Regions from separate parts of the Mus musculus genome. Here region 1 is linked to region 2. The links are chromatin contacts, called in public HiChIP or PLAC-seq maps. All regions are on one chromosome and are shown on one strand. The core of a region is the stretch at or near the end of the contact, and the rest is flanking DNA. Distances in the headings are between cores, read along the strand shown. Region 1 overlaps Ercc5 (excision repair cross-complementing rodent repair deficiency, complementation group 5). Region 2 holds the start of Poglut2 (protein O-glucosyltransferase 2).

The links. HiChIP or PLAC-seq counts read pairs in DNA pulled down with a chosen protein or histone mark.
Region 1: a contact with region 2 is called in an H3K4me3 HiChIP or PLAC-seq map of pro-B cells, with 2.1 times the contacts expected there. The contact joins the enhancer-like site here to the promoter of Poglut2 in region 2. A contact is called at or near these places in 2 of 39 promoter capture datasets (liver and macrophages), 2 of 15 datasets of contacts at CTCF or cohesin (large pre-B cells and pro-B cells), 8 of 484 Hi-C or Micro-C datasets (the 63-12 cell line, CD8 T cells, Th1 cells and 4 more), 6 of 115 datasets of contacts at active chromatin or transcription factors (the 230-238 cell line, the SCID.adh cell line, embryonic stem cells and 1 more) and 2 of 9 other capture datasets (adipose tissue and embryonic stem cells).

Annotation. Positions count from the first base shown.
Region 1 is chr1:44,172,294-44,176,462 of GRCm38.p6, forward strand. Ercc5 (excision repair cross-complementing rodent repair deficiency, complementation group 5) reads left to right here. Exons shown (of 15, transcript NM_011729.2): 9 at 1,045-1,286; 10 at 1,619-1,738; 11 at 1,869-2,082; 12 at 3,546-3,690. Among named protein-coding and RNA genes, the nearest start is that of Ercc5, 27 kb to the left of the region's middle. Within about 2 kb of position 1,813, at least 3 of the 459 cell types and tissues checked have an H3K27ac peak or open chromatin away from gene starts, as enhancers often do. A contact at or near this core is called in the 63-12 cell line and pro-B cells, where this site is marked.
Region 2 is chr1:44,115,830-44,120,260 of GRCm38.p6, forward strand. Poglut2 (protein O-glucosyltransferase 2) reads right to left here and starts at 2,944. Exons shown (of 10, transcript NM_023645.3): 1 at 2,489-2,944; 2 at 1,209-1,414. The coding sequence starts at 2,670. Bivm (basic, immunoglobulin-like variable motif containing) reads left to right here and starts at 4,139. Exons shown (of 10, transcript NM_144558.4): 1 at 4,139-4,431.

The sequences.
Region 1 (4,169 bases), core at 563-3,062, 55 kb after region 2:
CACTAGAAATTCTAACTAAGACAATGATGAGAATGGGGTATTAAAGACTCTCACTATGAGTGTATTTGTCAATATATGATTTAAGCTGTTGTAGTGCTTCTTTTACAAACTTGAGTGCCCTTTTGTTTTGGGCATCAATGTTAAGAGTTGAACTATCAACTTGGTAGATATGAGTGAGTATTTAGTGTTCTTCCCTATCTCTTTTGATTAGTTTTGATTTAAAGTTTATTTTCTAAGATATTAAAATGGCTACATCAGCTTGCTTCATAGGTCTGTTTACTTGGAATATCTTTTCCAACCTTTTACTCTGAAGTAATGTCTATCATTGATGTTGAGGTGTGTTTCTTGGATGTAGCAAAAAGATGGATGGTGTTTTCACAGCAGGCTGTTCGGTTGCAAAGAGAGGGATGAGACTAGGGAGTTGGGTGTGGAGGAGAGGAGGGAGTGGTGAAGGTTTTTAGTTAGCTTACCTGTTTCCCTAGCCTGCTCAGCTGGTGTGCTCACAGAGAATGCTAGTTAGAGCCTGGGATACTAGGATGAGTGGAGGCAAGGAAGGTTGGAGATCTTTGTGATACATTTGGGATGGGGTGAGAGGAAAGTGAGACAGCAGCAGGGAGGTGTCCTGCTACAGAGTAGTGGATGAGACTGAGGGAATGGGACTGGAGGAGAAAATGGAGAGGTGAAGACCTGCCGTCAGCCTATCTGCATCCCTGGCCGTCTCTCTGAGTTTTAATAACAGAATTAGTCAATGTAACGTAGCTTTTCAAAGTTAATATGCAAATCTGTGAGAATTTGTTTCCTACTTTTAGTGACCAAGAGCTTAATAGATCATTTTATCTCATTGAAAACGCTTGGTTGGAAGTGGCAGATAGGCATCTGTGGTGCACTGTAGCAAACTAGTGAGTTGAATGTTTATAGCTATCCTTAAGTCATTTCCTTTGGGGTTTGACATTTTTCAGGACTGCTCAGAAAGCTTTGATGACTTCACAGTGGCTCTAATGTTCTCATGTCAGATGAAGTGACATCATGATTTTTTTTGGACAGGAAGTTTCATTGAGGTGCAGAGTGTGGTCAGCAATAGTGAACTTCAAACAGAGTCATCCGAGGCTTCTACACATCTCTCTGAAAAAGATGCAGAGGAACCAAGAGAAACTCTGGAGGAAGGAACCTCCAGGGACACAGAGTGCCTCCTACAGGACAGCTCTGACATTGAGGCAATGGAAGGACACAGAGAAGCTGACATAGATGCTGAGGACATGCCCAACGAATGGCAAGATATTAATTTGGTAATATCACATTCTAACTTAGTGCCAAGGAAGCCAAGTCTATGGCTTTTGAGATTTTAAAAGTCGCTAGATAAATATTCACTAGCTGTTTTTAATTCATCTTGTTTCTTATAGCTCCCTTTTAATATGTAAGTTATACCTGGGGTTTTTAGTTAGGTTCCCATATGATGTAATGAGACCACTGAAAGGGGCAGTCTTGCCTGGAAATCCCAAGTGGAAAACACTGTAAGGCTTATTGGTCATTTCAGCCAGAGGAAATGCGTGCTTTATTGTAACAAATGAGCATAATTGGATCATGACTGTAATTTTCTGCGGCTGGGAACATGTTTTAGGAGGAACTGGATGCCCTGGAAAGTAACCTCTTAGCAGAACAGAATTCACTGAAAGCGCAAAAACAGCAGCAAGATCGGATTGCTGCCTCTGTAACAGGCCAGATGTTTCTGGAAAGCCAGGTAAGTGTGACTTTAGCTTGGTCTTCCTTAGCCTCGACCTTCCTCTCAGAAGGGCTGTGTAATACTGTCACACCCCCTTGTGGTCAAGGCCCACAGCACATTCCCCTGCTTGTTGCTTCTCTTACTGCAGGAACTCCTGCGCCTGTTTGGCGTTCCCTACATCCAGGCTCCCATGGAGGCAGAGGCACAGTGTGCCATGTTGGACCTCACTGACCAGACTTCTGGAACGATTACTGACGATAGTGATATCTGGCTGTTTGGGGCCCGGCATGTCTATAAGAATTTTTTTAACAAAAACAAGTTTGTAGAGTACTATCAATATGTGGACTTTTACAGTCAACTAGGTAAGAGTCAGTGTGGTCATCTCCCAGACTTCCACACATTCACTCTCCTGATTTGCCTCATGTGGTTTTTCTTCTCAAGGAACTCATTTGATGCATGAGTGAGAGGTCATAGGGTATTAAAAACTGGGTTTAAGAAATTAAAATCCTAGTGTCTGTCTTGCAGTTAAATCATCTGACAAGGTTAGTTGAATACTTACTTGGCGGTGAACCAGAAATGTTCTCATAGTGTGGGGAAGGAGCCATTGTGACTTCTGCCACAGTGAGTGTCCCTGACACTCACATCCATCACCACTCTCTCATTCATCCATTCATCCACTTGGGAAATGCACACAGAATGACTCTCATGTCAGTCATTCTTGACAATAGTGAGAATGAAATATCTTTCTCTAGTGGAGGAGAAAGATGCTGGCCTTGTTTGTAAGTCATAATCTGCCAGTTAGTGTATACCATGGGGAAAAGAAGCAGAGAGAGGGTGAGGTGCAGCTGCAGGAGGGTACATGCTGTTCCTCACAGGGTTGTCATCAACGGAGGCTTTGTTTGTGGCAGTCTTGGGCAGGCTCCTTAAGGAAATCGGAAGAAAACTGTAACTACAGTTTTGACAAAGACTGTGTCAGAGGGACTTAAAGATTTCAAAGCCTTGAGGCAGAACCTTGTTTATATACATATTCTAGAGAGGCAAGGAGACCAATGGGAATGGGGGAGGTGGTGATAACAGTGGTTAATATTGGAGAGAAGAAACTGAAACCTTGTAGTGTCTGGTACATCAGAGAGAGGAGTGTGCATGTCTTAGATGTAGGAGGTGGGAGGAAAGGTTCTAGATTCCTGGTTCTGGGCCAGTAGTAGAGTGGAGAAGAGGAAGGGAGAGTTAAATTGAGATAAGTTCAACCTGAGAGTCTCACTAGATACACAGGCAGGAGTACTCTGTTGGTAATTGAATGCATATGCTTGTGGTCAGAGTAAGCAGTCTAGATAACTAAATGTAGAGGTCAGCTTATATAGAAAATTTCACATAAGACTACTTAAAATTTAAATCTCAACAGAATATTTAACAAAAGAACCTATTTTTAAATTAAATATGTCCTCGGATGTTGGTTTAACATATACAGCTTATATAATATGTTATATAAAATTTATAAAATATTAAAACTTTATAATATATAAATTATATATAATATTAATTTTTATAAAATATTAAAGAATGCAGTGGTTTATGCCTTTATTCCCAGCATTTGGGAAGCAGAGGCCCATTGGATCTCTGTGAGTTTGAGGCTAGCCTGATCTACAAAATGAGTTCCAGTACAGTCAGGGCTGCACAAAGAAACCCTGTCTTGAAAAACAAAACAAAACAACATCTATCTGTCTGTATGTCCTTTCTTCTGTCTGTCTGTCTGTCTGTCTGTCTGTCTGTCTGTCTCTGTATATATATATATATATGATCGATTGATTGATTGCTATTTATACAGGACTGGACCGTAACAAGCTAATCAACTTGGCCTATCTACTGGGCAGTGACTATACGGAAGGGATACCAACTGTAGGCTGTGTAACAGCCATGGAGATTCTCAATGAATTCCCTGGACGAGGCCTGGACCCACTCCTAAAATTCTCGTAAGCCTTTTTCTCATGCCTTTAATTCAGGTATATATATATATACTCAGACTAATACATGGATTATTTTTAACTGAGCTCTTACTGTGCTGTTGCTTAGGCTGAGCTCAAAGTTGCAATCCTCCAGCCTCAGCTTCCTATGTAGCTGCTACTGTAGGTGTGTGCCATCACTTTTGAGAATATGTTTCTAAAATCACAAGCTGTCCCAAGTCATTGTACATTGAGGCAGTAGTTGGTGACAGTGGCTGTGGTTTCCAGGGCCTTGGTGAATCTGTTTTTGGTCTATTTTAGTCTCGTTTTGGTCATGGCTGATTTATCCTAGTCCAGGGACACAAAGATGGTCTGTAGTGCTCATTAATGTGTGAGCTGCCTCTGAGTTCATTTAGATGATTATAGAGTAGTCAATATGAGTAAGATATTCAGGCCTTATCAGTGGAAAAGATGAGTAGTTATATTCTACACCCTTGCCGCTTCTTGTG
Region 2 (4,431 bases), core at 1,694-4,193:
GTCCTATATCCCCATAAAAAGGGGAAAGTGTTGTTTTTTTATTATAAAATTCTCTTCTCATCCCTATGGGGGAAAACAGCAGAGAATGTCTTTGTCATAGTGGCATGACAATGACAACTAAAGCAATAGTTAATCCCTTTTTCTGCTCCAAGCCATCTGGCTGGCCTGGAATGTACACCATAAGACTAGGCTGGCCTCAAACTCTTAGAGGTAACCTGCTTCTCACCCTCCTCAGAGCACTGGGATTACAGGCATGTGCCACCCCACCTGGCAATCTTAGTGATGAGTATAAGTTACTTAAGTAGATCATTCCTTCAAGAATTACCTATGACTACATATTTAACTTGATTATTCAGTCAGGAGTTACAGTCAGTCTTGAATTGTAATGTGGGTGCTGGGAACCAAACTCAGGTCCTTTGGAAAAGCAGCCAGTGTTCTTAATCACTGAGCCATCGCTTCAGCCCTGGAAATTCTTTTTTAATCCTAAGATTTACACAAACATGAACACAAAATAAATAAGAAGTCTGAAGTAGTACAACAGATGGTAATCATGATTAAGTATGATTTTTTTGAGACCGTTTCAATTTCATATGTGCACATACATATGAAATTATTTTATACACATATGTATATGTCATATCTTATTGTAAGCTGTGTTCCAAATGGTTTATTAAAACCTTGTTGTAAATTATGAATTAAAAACCTCCCTAGTGGCTAAACATTTCTTATTCTACATTATGTGTGTGTGTATCTGCTTATGCACGCATGAATGCAGGTGCCTGTGTAATATAGATATCCTCTTCCATGAAACTGGAGCGCCAAGCGGCTCTGAGCCTCCTCACATGGGGGCTGGATCCAGACTTGGTCCTTTGCAAGTGCTTTTCACTGCCGAGCCATCTCTCTAGCTTTTTTTTTTTTTTTTTTTTTTTTCTCTCTAGCTTTTTAAGTTGATTATTCTCACAGGTGTGTCCTCAAGGAGCAACTTTTCTAGTAATGTTTCTTGGTCTTTAGTGAATTATAATCCCCATGTAAATAATCAATATCTCTCTTTTGCCAAGTTGCCTAATTTAGTTTTCAATTAGAAAAACATCTAGTTTTTTTTTCCATTTAGTGAAAAAAGTATGCTAAGTTTTTGATAGAATTCTTATTGATGGAATGACATGCCTTTTTGTATACAAATCCTACCATAAATTTTTGTTTCAAAATACCTCTTAAAACATAAGGAGACTCGGCAACATGTTGCCCATGGTGTTTAACCTCTATCTTCAGATTTCTGTAGCTGGCATACATTCTGTATCTTACTATGAAGGAACCGTCCTTTCGATCTAAAACCTGGACACCAACTCTCGTGAACTGCTCATCGGGTGCTGAGATTTTAACCTGGAACACCTTTTCACCTGGAGAAGATGTAAACCTGTTATGGAAAACAATGAGAGATGAGGGTTATTTTTAAGATCAAATGCACGCTACTTATTCTCTTTAATGTGTAAAGGTTGGACCTTCTGCTTTATCCTGATTTTAAGATATTGTTGTTCGATTACTCTCTTAGGCTTTTAGGACCAGAACCAATATGATAGAACAAAGATAAAAAAGAAAACAATAATAACATAAAATAATTTCATTAGATAGTTGCCAGGAGATAACACTTAAGACTAGCAATCTATTTAGCATACCAAACAGAGCACTATCAGTGTACTATTATTAATTCATAACCAACACAGCTGGCAATTTGTCATTTGTAACATGTTTACTTCAAGGATGACCTTATTTGAAAAATTGTTCTTAATGGCTTAAAATACAATCCAGTACTGTGGGGCTAGGGAGATAGCTGAATGGTTTAGAGCATTTACCATTATGTAAAAGACTTAGTTCAGTTCCTAGTATCCATTGTCCTTAAGGCTCACAACTATCTGCAGTTTCAGCTCAAGGAGATTCAAGGCCCTCTTCTGGCTTCCTCCAGCACTTGGGTGTGAGTATACACCCTACCCACATCATGTAATTAAAATATTACTACTAATAAAAGTCTAACAAATATACCAGTACTCTAAATTATGTTTAGTTATGGGGGAAATCAAAATAACTGGTCATCATGTTAGTAACACAAGTGTTTTGGACTGAATATTCCTGCATTTTGAATGCATTTAGTTTCTAGTGTTTAGTTTTCCCATTTAAAAATAACGGAGATTTGTTTAGCCTCAATTCCCATCTAAACAGCCAAGAAGAGAGCTGTTATTTTAGCAATATTATTTACACTATACATATTTCAGAATTATTAAGTCACAGAGAAAAGTTGATTTTGAAGGAAAAGTCTATTATAACCAGATGTAGACAGCACTCGAGAATTCTGGAATGTAAATGGACAGCAGTAAAGACGAGTCGGGGCATATAAAGATGAAGGACAAAACCAAAATAAACAACAGGAACAAAAACCCCTCGAGTTATTTTAAACCGCGATCTCAAATAGTTGAGGAGTCATTTCTCCACTTACTGTTCCCCTGAGGTATCCACCGCCCGAATGTAGAAATAGCGGGCAGGAAGGACCACGTGTGCTTTTAGCCCGGGTCCCCATATTTCGCTCTTCTCTGGGCTCAGCCTCCTCTCTCCGCCGGTCTGGGCAAGTGCTGGCACAGTCCCCAGAAAAAGGCAGGAAAGCAGCGAAATGCTGAACATTTACAAGACCGAGTCTTGGAAGATCCACGAATAAATGCAAACGTGCTAAGTGGACGGAGCTAGCCTGGGTAGGTAGGAGGACGGTGGTCAGTCCTAGCAGCAGTCAAAGTCCCTAAAGTGTCGCTTGACGTGCGGGGTCCGCGCGTGGGACTATGCTGTGCCCAAGAATGTCACAACCCGAGCGGTGGCATGTCCAGGAGAAGGATGCCACACGTTCTGCTGAACCTGGTTAAGAACCGCAGGCTCCACTTTCTCCGGACAATGACAAACTTGTGTTACTCTTGCCACTAGAGCATCACTTTGGGAACGAATCCGTCGCAAGTTCTAGCCAAGGTGAGAGGAGAAGGATTGGCCTGCGCTGTGACCAGTCTTAGTAAAGTCTTCTGCTAGTGGATGAGTGGGTCAGAGTGGAAAACGCGTCCCGGGCCCCTTAGCTTCCTGGGATATGTAGTCCGCCATAGGACTAGCGGAAATCCTGCCAGGAGTTCACCCCCAACTACTTTCGTCCCTTCCCTCCGTCCCTCACTCTCCCTCCTCCTTTCTCCCCCCCTACCTTCCTTTCTACTTCTTTTTTCAACTTTGGAGCACGGCTTTCTGGCAACCTTAAATACTACAGTTGCGCAACTAGCATGTCTGGAGTCACAGCAAAGATTTCCCAACTTATATTTTGTTCAAGGTATCCACCGCAAATGGCAGGTATATAGTAAACGCTGAAAGGGAGGCTAGGTGTTATCAATGATACCCAGTCACTCGGTGCTATTCTTGTGCGCTCAATGGGACGAAAGATTCTGGGCCTTGGGTAGGAGACTTGAGGATGCAGATCTGGTGTTGCCTTCCAGCACCAGAGTTCCGGGACCCAACAGGAACAGAGGTATTCCCCAGCGGAGGGCCTAGCCCAGGCACTGCGGTGCGCTCCGCCTCTCCGTAGCGCCGTCACTGCCTCGTTGCAGGACAACCCCCACCCCCACCCCCACCCCGCCGCGCCCCTGGAAGGATCTGGGTCGAGCTGAGTCTCTGAGGAGAGATGTAAGGGATAGAAATCACCAGAAGAAAGCTCGGCCTGAGGGGGGTGCATCCGTGGGTATCCCTGTACTCTCTTCAGGAGCGGGTCTCCACGCTGCGCTAGCGGATCCCAGGCACCCGGCCTGCAGTGGCCATCCTCTCTTTGCACCCTCGCTTCTCGGCCAGTGAGGTCAAGAGGAGTAGCAGGCTTTGTCCTCCCTCCACGGGGTAAGGGGCGTGGAAAACATAGACGGCCTGGTTGTGAGCCAAGGCAAGGGGATTCTTTTTCCCCCTGCCCCCCCCCCCCCCCCGCTATTGTTATTATTGGTGATATAATCATTCATCGCGGCCTCCCCTCCCAGCTCTCAGGCTGTCACTGTCTGCGTGCCACCAGCCTCTCCAGTCCCTAGCGCGTAGGAAGCGGCCCCCTTCAGGCCTGCGCGCTCCCCCTCCTGGCGAGCCTTTTCTTCCGGCTGGGAGTGAGGGAGCAGGCCGGGAGGAGGTTACAAGGCTTTAGATCTGGTCTTGGCCAGTGGGGACTAGGGACGCCTGGCACTGGGTTGGCCACCGCAGGACAGTAGTGGGAACCCGGCACAGTAGCGCTGCAGCAGTTGCACTTGCAACATCCCTGCTCTCCCGGTTCTCCTCCACCTGCACCTTTGTCACCTTCAGGTGCTTCGGAGCCTCAAAGAGGGGGCAGTGGGAAGTCTCCTGGCTCCTCAGAGTCTGAACTCCAGAGGGCATCATGTGCTGCATGAA